Regions from separate parts of the Mus musculus genome. Here region 1 is linked to region 2. The links are chromatin contacts, called in public ChIA-PET maps. All regions are on one chromosome and are shown on one strand. Each heading gives the region's core, a stretch centred on a gene start, on an enhancer-like site or on the middle of the called end of the contact. The rest is flanking DNA. Distances are from core to core; before and after follow the strand shown.

Region 1 (5,780 bases), core at 2,384-4,883, 360 kb before region 2:
TCTTCTACATACAGAGTCCTCCTTGCTGCACCCGCCGTGCACATTCACACCTCAGACTTTCTGCACCCACTTTCCCTTCTACCCACAATGATCATTCCCAGGTAACCATCATCTCCTCTCTCAGTACTATGGTCAAGTGGCACCTGCCTCTTCCTTATTCCTACCACTACCTGCTATATTCCCTCAGGCAGGCCAGGTGTCTGCACTCTTCACCAGTCTATCCTTGAAACTCAAAGTCGTGCTTGGAGTCCAGAATACAGAGTGCACACAGATAGAGGTGGGTAAATTAGTGTCCCGACACCTTACAAAACTGTTCCAATCATGAGAAGACATGTAGGAAGATAATTAGACAGATATAAAGACAGGGTGGAGAGATGGAGGATAAACGGGTAGCTTGATGATAGACAGAAGCTGTGGGTAGATTGGAGTCATCTGACCTGCCCAATGTCTCTTCCCTAGGAAAAGCAGCAGCAAGTATTCGTAGACAACCCAAGATAGAACACTCCCATGGAAGGTTAAAGGAAGTCTATAATCATTATGCATTCTGCATTTCTCATACATTAAGTACCAATGCCTTTCATTTGACGATCTTAAAGCATGTTACAAAAAGAGCACTGTAATTACATGTAGTCCTACATCACCCTTGCATGTCAGGCAGCCTTGTGAGGCTTAATGGATTCAAGAGCTCACTTGCTCTTGACACATCTATATTATAAAAGAAAATCTGAGGTGAGCCCATGTGGCAGTCTGACATTTACATGGTGTCATCTGAGCCTCAGGATAATCTTTTATGGTGTGGCTTATTAGCATAAGAAAAAATTGAAATGACTTGTAGACTGTCTACCATCTCATGGCATCGTTGGACCAGCCAGTCACCTCAGCTGACCTCATCTGTTCTGTCTCCCTGGGCATTCCACAGTTGAATAGATTACTGAAGGAAGACTTTGAGGTGGAAACAGGGCTCATGCTTGCTGATTAACCCAAAGAACATCTCTGAGGTCAAAGTGTGGCACACATGCTCCGTGCTGGTCACACTGGGTCAAGAAAAGTTCTCTTCATGAGACCAAACCCTGACAAACTTCCCAAGTGTTTTAGAGCATGGCTTTGGTGTTTAGTAATCTAATGGCAAGCCTCTTGGCACAATGACCTTCCCTTTAGATACTAATGACCTTCACCCCCCACCTCCTCAAAAAGTATCACACAGAAAAGCCTCTGGATTATAGCTTGAATGCTCAGCTCATCTGAGATTCCTACATGACTACTTGAATATATTGTGACCAGGAGCAAAACTACTGACAAGTCTACAGTGAGATCTTAGGTCCAGCCTCAATGTCTGGATAGGAGAATTTGACTCCTAAAGCCATGGATAAGAGTATGACGCCCTAAGCTTACCTAGCATGCAACTTTTCTACCACAGGGTGTAAGATATGAGAAAGAGGCTGTTAGAGCCTCCTTAGTCATAGCCACAAATAGCTGTGCCTCCTCTTGTTATAGGAAATGGAAGTCCCAAAGCGTGCACTGCTGATCTGTGAAGCTCTGGGCACCAATTCCACGTCTTAAGTTGGATGATTGCTTGAATGAGAGTAGAGCACAGTTCTTCCAAATGCTCCTGTGCTTCAGCAAGATTACTCTATCATCTTCATCATCTGGAAAGTGGCTCGGATGACCAGCTAGGCCATACCAAGAATCACATAATACAAGCCATACAAAGTAATAATGTTTTAAACCTAGAATTAGCTTGTTAACTTGTTGTGGTAGTATGAATTTAAAAAGTCATATGTTTAAATGCTTAGTCACTGTGGAGAGACACTACTTGAGAGGGATTAGAACATGTGGCCTTGTTGGAATAGGTATGACCTTGTTGGAGGAAGTGTGTCATTGGGGGTGGACTTTGGGGTTTCAAAAGCCCATGCCAGACCCAGGGTTTTTCTCTTTCTGCTGCCTTCAGAGTCAGATGTAGAACTCTCACATACCATGTCTGTCTGTGTGTCACCATGCCTCTCACCCCCCATGCATATAATAGACTAAACCTCTGAACTGTAAGCAATCCCCAGTTAAATGCTTTCATTTGTATGAGTTGCCATGGTCATGGTGCCTCTTCACAGCAATAGGACAGTGACTAAAACACTTCCTATCACACTGGAGTAGTCCCACAATTCCAAAATGTTCAGCCAATACCATCCACATAACCAAAGTGAAATAATGGGGACCATGGAGAATAAAGAACCTGTGGGAAGCCACATGTGCCGTTGCTGAGTGGCACTGACTACTGCTGGCCACCATGCATAAGATTGGACAAACAACCAATGTGTACATATGCAGTAAAGTTTTTTGCAAAAACACTGCCTGGCCCAGGCATGATAATGAGGTTCTGTAAGGTACTGAGAGTATAACCAATCGGATGTGAGACATGCAAATGAGGTATGATAATGAGGATTAGTGAGGTACTGAGAGAGAGTAGCCAATCAGATGAGGAACATGCAAATGAGGCTTAGTGCATAACCAATCAGGGTATGAGACACGCCTCTCCTAGGCCTATAAAAGCAGCACCAGCTCTGGGCAAAAAGTCTTTTCGCCTCTGCAATCAAGCTCTCCCAATAAACGTGTGCAGAAGGATCCTGTTGCAGCGTCGTTCTTGCTGGTCGAGTCGAGCGCGCGCAAGAAGAACCCTGAGTAGGAGGTGTGGAATTTCAGCTCAGGCTTGGTCATCATCTAGCCATTTCACTTCAGACAAGAACGTCATGTCCTTTGAAGACAGAAACCATTGTGTGATGTACCTGGGGGAGATGTGAACCAATTATCAATTCTCCCCATAAATGGTAGAATGAGGTAATTCCAAGTGTAACATTGCACAGTGAACTTGTCAGGGTTAGTTACAATCACCTAGCTAACTCGGAGGCAGGTGCATTTCTGAGAAGCCCACCCAGCCTGAGCAACAGTTCATGAAAAGCTACATTGTTGGAGCTCTTGTTCTACCAAAGAGAGTTTAGGAGGTTGGAGAGTCTTTTTCAGTTCAGTTGACTGGAACCACTGCTGGGCAGCTCAGCTGGGAAGGTAGGTTGAGTCTTTTAGGCAGTGGGCTGGTTTCTGTCTCTTTAGGGTAGCTTGCTTGGTCTGGGTGACTTTTTGGAGGCCTTACTATTCACATACCTCTAGGGGAGGGAGGGACCTAGTAAATCTGGTCAGTTTCAGGGACTTCCTAAAGCTATTGAGTTGTTTTCTTCCTGAGCTTAGCTTAGCAAGCAAGCTTTCCTACTGCTTGGACTGTTTCACCCCTCCCTGTGTCTAAAGGAGCTTTCCTCCAAGATGGAAGGTTTTATCTGGAAGGAAATCACTAGGCCATAATATTGGAAGGGAGGGAAGAGGAAGAAGGGAGAGGGATGCTAGGGAGAGGACTGAAGGAAGAGAAATCCAGCAAGTTTCCAGTAAACAGTTTTTCCTTTGTTTAGCAGACCTTATAATTTGCTAACGAGTATCTTACAAGACTTCAAAGGATGTCATGAGGCTTGTCTGCCAAGCAGCTGTTTTTTCTTAAACTGAACAAAAGAAACTGCAAGAGAAACCTCAGACCACAGGGGCTTGAAGATTAGGAGTGAATGAGGTAACAGAAGATAGTGACTCTTGATACCAGTCCTCATCATGCCAATTCCATGAACTGCTTATGACAGGTCTATGGCGGTGTAGACAGCAGATTTTCAGAGGTTCCATGTTGGGGCAAATCATGTGAAAGTGTGGGCACTCGGTGGGTTTAGTGACACAGTGAATAGAGTTTTTACAAACTCGAATGTTTGAGAAGGAGGAGGAGGAGGTGGGAAGGTTGCTCTGACAATCATTTAGTATGAGCTGTATCAGTCTCTCTGATCAGATTTTTTTCCTTTCAAACCACAAACAGGATGCAGAAGACTTGTGCTGAGACAAAAAAAAATGTTTGGGTGCCAGAAACAGATCACTAAAAGAGTGTGTTTTGCATAGCTTTGTCAAAGCAGGCGACCACTTTAAAACTTGCCATTTTCTAGTTTTAAATTCAGTCATGACAAGCAATACGTCCAGTGATTCTTTACAGATATAAACACATGCTGAGAGTTGGCTTGCCCATCCTTTTATATGCAGGCATTATGAGCGAGGAAAAGGGAAACCATTTTGCTACCATTTATATTATATAAATTACATTAAAATGATGCTTTTTCTTATCAAGACAGATAGGTATAGTAAATCTCTAGAGAGCACCCCAAACTAAAAAAAAACCCTCACTTTTAGAACTATAGCCAACATTCTCCATGATATATCATGTACTGTTCAATCAACAAGCCTCAGTAAACTTGTAAATATCAAATAAAAATGAGGTTTTATTTATGTAAAAATCTTCATGGGGACATACTGAAAAGAAATCTAATTTCAGTCATAAATGAGTTTTAAAGATACTTTCTTGTAAGGCTTAGGAGATGGCTCAGCAGGTGAGAGTACTTGCCACCAAAGCTAATGACCTGAGTTTGATTCTGGTAACCTACATGGTAGACAAACAGCATTGACTCCTACAAGCTGTCTTCTGACCTTAGCATGCATGCCATGGTGTGTGTGTGTGTGTGTGTGTGTGTGTGTGTGTGTGTAGACGCAGACAAAGACACACAAGCAAATAAACAAACATTCTTCAACAGTTTCATATTCCAAGCGCATAATGGTATAGCTATTTTTTGGCTATCTGAAGTTCTGGGAAATGGAGTTATGACATCTGGTAAGAGCCACCAATGGTGTTAGCATCAACCTGCCATGTTTGTTTCCATTTGGGGACTCGAATGCAAGGCTAACTGCCTAGCAAATTGTTTTTCATTTCCTGGCGTTTATTCTTCTGTCTATGGGCTTCTCATTGCACATCGCAGCACTGCCTAGAAATTCTAAAGACTTGACTTTGCTGGTTAGCAACCTGCCGTCTCGTTATGAGATGCGCACAATAGCACCATACGCAATTTTAACCGCAGATTCATTAACCTGGTGCCATTCAGCAACACGTGCCATTCGCTGATCAAGACTCTGAAAGCAAGAGCGGGGCCAGACTCCTTTCTGACCTCTGGAGCATTTATCTCTGCGGAAGAGAAAGAGAACGAAGTGACGTACAGACAGACGAATGAGTGGGAAATTGATTTCAGAGGCCGATAAGTGTCACTAGGGAAACAGCAGGTAATATGATAGAGGCTGCAGGAGGGGGGTCAGCTTAACTGTGCTATTTAGGTCAGTCCTTACTGAGGACATGTCATCCCAGCTTGACCCAAGGGACAGGAAGGAGTCAAGCCGTTTATTCCAGTCCCACAGAACAACAAGAGCAAAACAGGAGGGACTGGCATTGTGTTAGAGGAAAGGGGATCAGTTGTGAGGAGAATTTATGAGGATGGGGAAGGAAGCAGAGGCTAGACCAGGAAAGGCATCATCACAGGCCATGGTGGGAAGCTACAAGTCTGGCTTCTGAGTCAAGGATCTTCACCAGAGTGAGGAACCCTGATTTTCACAGGTGTCACAGTGGGAGAGGGGAGGGCTGCTGGCTATCTATGTGGTCCTAGGTTGAACTCTATGCAAGGGTATCAGGCATAGGGGGTCAGTAGGGGCCAAGATCTACGACTTGCCTACACTGTAAGTTCTATATTCAACACAGGGATTATTACCTATACAAAGAAGAGGCTCTACTGTTTGATGAGACAAAATGGCTTCGGACTCACTATACAGCTCAGGATGGCCTTGAACTCCGGTCCTCCTGCTTCCACCTCCCGAGAGCTGAGGTCACAGGCATG
Region 2 (5,814 bases), core at 869-3,368:
ATTTGAGAGAGAGAGAGAGAGAGAGACCCACAGCACAAATGATCAACAGTTCTGTGGCTGTCACACACACAAACACATATACCACCACTACCACAACAACAAACACCACCACCACCAGAACTCCTCCACAGCACCCGTGGCAGCTTGTGAACCTGAATAATGCTCTATTTCTTGAGCTAAGCAGTGTTGACCAGACTGACACTGTGAAAGTTCTCAGAGCGCAGGCTCGACATTTCTACATTTTTATATTATCTCAGGTTTTAATTTAAGTTTACTTAGAAGCCATGTTGTCTGCTAGGACCAGGAAATTAACCACAGTTGTGTTTGAAAACCCTCTTCCTTTTCGATGAAGAAGCTGAAAACCAGTCACGCCCAGTACAGCTACCAACTCGGCCTAAGTAAACACGGTGAGAGGCCTTGGCAGAAACTTACATTCATTGCCTTTCTCTCTCTCTCTCTCTCTCTCTCTCTCTCTCTCTCTCTCTCTCCCTCCCTCCCTCCCTCCCTCCCTCCCCCCTCTCCCTCCCTCCCCCCTCTCCCTCCAGCTCCCTCTGTCCCTCCCTGGAAGTGGGGGGGGGAGAGATCTAAGAGAGAGATCTGGCTATATAGTTTATCTCTTCTTCCAGAGAGATCAGTTAAACTACATTTCCCAGCCTCCCTTGTGGGCAGGTGCAGCCATACAGTGAATCCTCGCCAATAGAATGCTCAAAGAGGTCACCAGTGGTGAGTGTGAATTCCAAGTCTGGCTCATACCACTGTCTTGCACAGCCCCAGTTACCTTCTCTAACATCCTGGGAAAGCTCTTTTATGTGCTAGAGAAGCACAAAGCCATAGACTGAAAAGAACCTGGGCTCAAAGCAACCATCTGGAGGAGAGCCATTTGGGGGTGTTACCTGACCAGAAACAAAGAGACAAATGGACCAGCAAGGAGTAAGGTGTGAGGTGCACAGCAACAAAGCCTACCCCATCACACATAAGCTCTTCCACTATGAGGCACACACATCCTATGCGCTAACCCACTTGCACTGTCTATTTAGAGACAGACCCCACAAAATTTTAAGTCTCCCAGAAAACATAGTGACCTCTCAACCTGCAACCTATTGACTTAAAAAAAAGATTTATCTTTATTTCTTATGTGTATGAAGGTCTTTCATGCATATGCACCATATGTGTGCCTGGTGTCCCCCAAGGCCAGAGGACAGCTTTATATACCCTGGAACTGGGGTTTTAGAAGGTGGTGAGCTGTCAGGTGGGCAATGGGAACCAAACTCAGGTCTCCTTCAAAGGCAGCAAGTGCTCTTAACCACTGAGTCATCTCTCTGCCCCAGACTTTTAAAGCAAAACAAAAACCAACCAACCAAAAACCAAAACAAAACAAAACAAAAACCAAAAACAAAGAATTCACAAAAGAACTGGTCACTGTCTAGCTCTCAGGTGACCAAAGCTGTGAATCCAGAGGGAGAAATTCATTGTTATATTAAGAGCTGAATATCCTGTCTTATGTCTTTGCATCTCTTAAAAATTCTGTCTTCCCATTGCAGACAGAGAGCTCACTTAGACCAGCGGCATTCTGGAGCCGCTTAATAAAGGGCTTGACCGTTCTTAACCACCAGGGGGCGATACCACGTAACTGAAGTAGACAGTAACTGCAGAAAGGGTGGGACCCCTCTGGCAGGTATTCCAGTGCGGTGGCCAGAGAGTTCTTGGATAAATGGGGAGGGGACAGCTAAGAAGGCTTCTTTGACACCTGGCTCCCACTTACACACACACACACACACACACCCCCACACCCCCCCCCCACACACACACACACACGCACGCGCGCGCGCACCATCGTTGTTCCAAGGGCTACCCTACCTGTATGTTTTTCTGCACGTATAAAAACTCAGTAGCTGGAAGATTTAGCTGCAGGGGTTATGTAATAACTATGCTACCTGCTACCAAAACTTCTAAACACGTAGCTGTTGGAAAATGAAAACACGGGGTCAGGGTGGGGGAAGAGAGCACACATGTCGTGCAGAGCCACGGACCTGCAAGAAAACAGTTTCTTCCACATCACTCTGTGGTTTCCTAGTAAAACCGAAGGCTGCGAGTTCTGCTTCCTGGAATGGGAGCTTGCTTCCCCTCACCCCCATAACGAGCCCTTGCTAAAAATACCTACAAAAAGCTCAGCCTGTTTAACAGCACCAAAGAGCAACTGAAGATTTGTAGAGCAAGATGAAAGAGAGATGGGAACTCCCGAGTTCAGTGTATAGCCCAGCGGCTTAGCAGAACTTTTGATGAGCACCCCAGCCAAAAGAGTATTCAATACGCAGCTTGGGTTTTCAATTGGGGTCTCATATCCACAGCTCCAGAAAGAGAGGATTTTAGGTCAGGTTTCCTAAAGATAGACCAAGACAGACACTTACAAGCAGACCTGAATCAGGAGATATGACCTCAAGGAAGCTACAAGGAGAAAAGAGACAAGGAAGAGAAGTGGGAGCATACATGAGAGAGGGGCTGAGACTGAACAGTCTTTTTCAGGCCTGGAGGCTGGGGATAATTACCAGTAATTCCCTTTGGAGAACGTTGACTCTACAGAGTTAACTCTTGACTTTCCATGTTGTCCCAGAATCTTTTTAGGAGCATAGAAAATTAGGGGTGGGGATGGGGGAGATGCAATCTAAAAGTCTAAACAAAGGAGATGTAAAAATTCTAATATTAGATAAATAGATTTTAAGATACATTTTAAAGAAGAAAAGTGACCATTTCGTAATGGTGTAGAACAATTCATTTCCTAATAAATTCACAGTCCTAGCCTGTCCATAGCTCACAATATAGGTTTAATGTGTTCATATGCAAATCATGTTATATGTGTATGTAAGCACATGCAGACACATACATAAATGTATCTAATGCATCAAAAGATGCAGTCACAACAGACAGAATTAAGACAGATGGACCAATCAAGACTTGGAATACAAGACTTCCACACATCTCACTCCAGACCTGACAAGAAATCAGCCAGGACATTGAAAATCTGAAAACTATAACGAATAGACCTGGCTTAATTGATATATAAAACATGTCCCTAGTGATAATAAAATTCAAATTATTGCCAAGTGGATATGAACATTTTAACAGAGGAGAGCCATATGCTGAGCCCAAAAGAACTTCAACAGTTTTCTGTGCTTATGATCACCTGTTATTAGTGTGTGTTAGAAGTAAGCCAGAAAAAAGCACCAAAATTCTGATGTGCCAAACGTCAAATATGTGCTTTACAAATAATAACCTAGAGTTGGAGGCTGGGGAGCTGTTAAAAACACTTGCTGTTCTTGCAGAGAACCCACATGACTGCTCACAACCAACTCTAGCTCAGGCCAGCCTGGGCTGCAGAACCACTATCTCCAGAAAGAAAAAGAAAAAAAAAATTAAAAGAGGCACTAGATAAAAACAGGAAAGCATATAATCTCAGTCATTTAATTTGGGTGACTGAAAAATTCAACTGAAAGGAATTAATTCTTGGTAAAGTAAGTATCGAGACTGACTAAGAATAGATAATTTTAATAAGATAACTTAAATAAACTAAGACTAGATCATTTAAATAATACTTTACTCAAGAAATGGATCTTGTAATTCAAAATCTTTCCACCAAGGAAAACTCCAGACAGCTCCGTTAATTTCTGTCAAGTTTATATATCAAGAATGAATCTAGTACAACTGATATAATATCAAATCTTCCCGGGAATTTAAAAAGGAAGGAGAATCGTCATTCAGATTACATTTTCAGCAAGTTATTTTGAGTGTGTCAACAAGCTGATTCTAAAATTTACATGGAGAAGCAAAAGACCCAGAATGGGCAGCACTGGGTGAGAGCCAACAGAGGTGAAGTATGATGCAGGCTCAAGATGTCATAGAAAGCCGTAGCCATGGAGACAGGAGGTCTAGGGGCAGAACGGACAAATGGCTGAGTGGGAGGAACAGACAGCCCAGAAATAGATCCACAGGAGTGTGGATTACTGGACTTTGACACAGTAATCTTATGCGCCTAGCAATGCGCCCCAACATAGACCTTGGATGCTTTACAACACTAGGTGAAATAGGTCACAGACTCTAAATGTAAAACAAAAAAATATAAAAATCCCTGCATGATATTAAAGAAGAAAGCCTAGGTGAGCAGGGCTTGGCAATGATTCTAGAAACAACACCAGAGGCACAACCTATAGAAGACATCATTTGCAAGATAGACTTCATTCGTTTATTGAATGTGTCTGGGGGCTGGATAGATGGCTCAGAAGCTAGGAGCTAAGAGCTCTTGAGGACCTAAGTTTAGTTCCCAGCACTCATGTGGTGGCTTCTAACCATCTGTTACTCCAGTTCCAGGGGATCCGATGCTTGCATGAATCTCCCATCACTGGTTGCATGGTTCATATGCATGCGTGCAGGCAAAGCACGCATACACATAACATTTTAAAATCTTAAAAAAAAAAAAAAAGACTACCTTCTGTCTTAATCCAGTGGACAACATTCTGGAAAAGTGAACCCTTCAGAAACAGTTTTTTGTTTGCTTGTTTGCTTGCTTGCTTGTTTTGTTGTTGCTTTTAAATTCAACAGTTGCCAATTATTGGAGAGTGGGAGTGGGGAAGGTAAATAGGCAGAGGCTGAGATGTTTTAGGTAGTAACATTGCTTGCATGATGCGACATTGGAAACCACACACCATCCACTAGACCTTTGTAAAAAACCACTGCAATAAGTAACACCTAAACAGAGTAAACTAGTGTAAACCACGGTCTTTGTGTGACCATGACATGTTAGAATGGCTTGCCACTTGTAACTCATGATGGCTTTGGGGAGTGGTGTTGATGATGGGAGAGGCTGTAATAGTAAGGACTCCAAACCATGGGGTACAGGAATACAAAGTATCAAAGCACCAGTAGCCACCAAACTTCCACATTGCTAAAACTGATACAGAATAGATACAGAACAGTCTGTATCCGTTTTATTTAATGATTTCTTAAGGAGGTGTGGAACTAGAAAAAGATGGTTTAACTGGGAAAGGGAAAAAGTGAGGGAGAAGGGAGTAAGGAGAGAAGTTCTGGGATGGAAGAGAAAAGAGAAAGAGATTAGAAAACACAGATATAGAAAGAATGATAGAAGCTGGGCAGTGGTGGAAGCCATTGGTGGTGCACATCTTTAATCCCAGAACTCAGGAGGCAGAGGCAGGCCTCTGTGAGTTCCAGTCTGGTCTACAGAGCTAGTTCCTGGACAGCCTGAAAAACCCTGTCTCAAAAACAGAGAAAGAAAGAAGAAAAGAAAAAAGAAATTAAAAATAATTTCCTGGTGAGAAAATTACCAAACGAACCTAGGGGCTAAGGAGATGGCTAAGTCAGCAAAGCGCTTGCAGCAGAATTGTGAAGACCTAGAGCCAAATCCCAGCCCTCATGTAAAAGCCAGGAGAGGCTCTGCCTGTCTGTCAGCCCCGCACTGGGCAGATGTGAGGGCAGGCGGGTCTCTGGAGCTCGCTAGTGAGCCAATCTAGCTCAATCAGTGAGCTCCTGGTTCAGTGGGAGGCCCTGTCTTAAAAAATCATAGCAGAGAGTCTGGCACCTAGAAGGTTGGGCTGGACCAGATTCAGCACTTTGCGTCAGTCCACCCCAACATCTACTCCATATACCAGCAGCGAGGGCATGTGGAGGAGCCAGACCTGCAGAACCAGATGTCATTACCGAATAGGGCAGGTCCTCCTGGAGCCGGTGGGGCTGCAGCCTGCACTGGTTGAACCCAGAAAACCTCAGGGCGGCAGAGGACAGGGATGTCTGTGGCAGCCTGGAACT

Evidence for each region. ChIA-PET counts read pairs in DNA pulled down with a chosen protein or histone mark.
Region 1: an RNA polymerase II ChIA-PET map of memory CD8 T cells shows a contact between it and region 2, with 18 read pairs. The contact joins two enhancer-like sites. A contact is called at or near these places in 4 of 39 promoter capture datasets (cranial neural crest, hippocampal neurons, liver and 1 more) and 1 of 115 datasets of contacts at active chromatin or transcription factors (memory CD8 T cells).

The regions. Positions count from the first base shown.
Region 1 is chr13:56,505,169-56,510,948 of GRCm38.p6, reverse strand. No RefSeq gene overlaps it. Among named protein-coding and RNA genes, the nearest start is that of Fbxl21, 14 kb to the left of the region's middle. Within about 2 kb of position 3,633, at least 33 of the 459 cell types and tissues checked have an H3K27ac peak or open chromatin away from gene starts, as enhancers often do. A contact at or near this core is called in memory CD8 T cells, where this site is marked.
Region 2 is chr13:56,147,840-56,153,653 of GRCm38.p6, reverse strand. No RefSeq gene overlaps it. Among named protein-coding and RNA genes, the nearest start is that of Macroh2a1, 15 kb to the right of the region's middle. Within about 2 kb of position 2,118, at least 99 of the 459 cell types and tissues checked have an H3K27ac peak or open chromatin away from gene starts, as enhancers often do. A contact at or near this core is called in memory CD8 T cells, where this site is marked.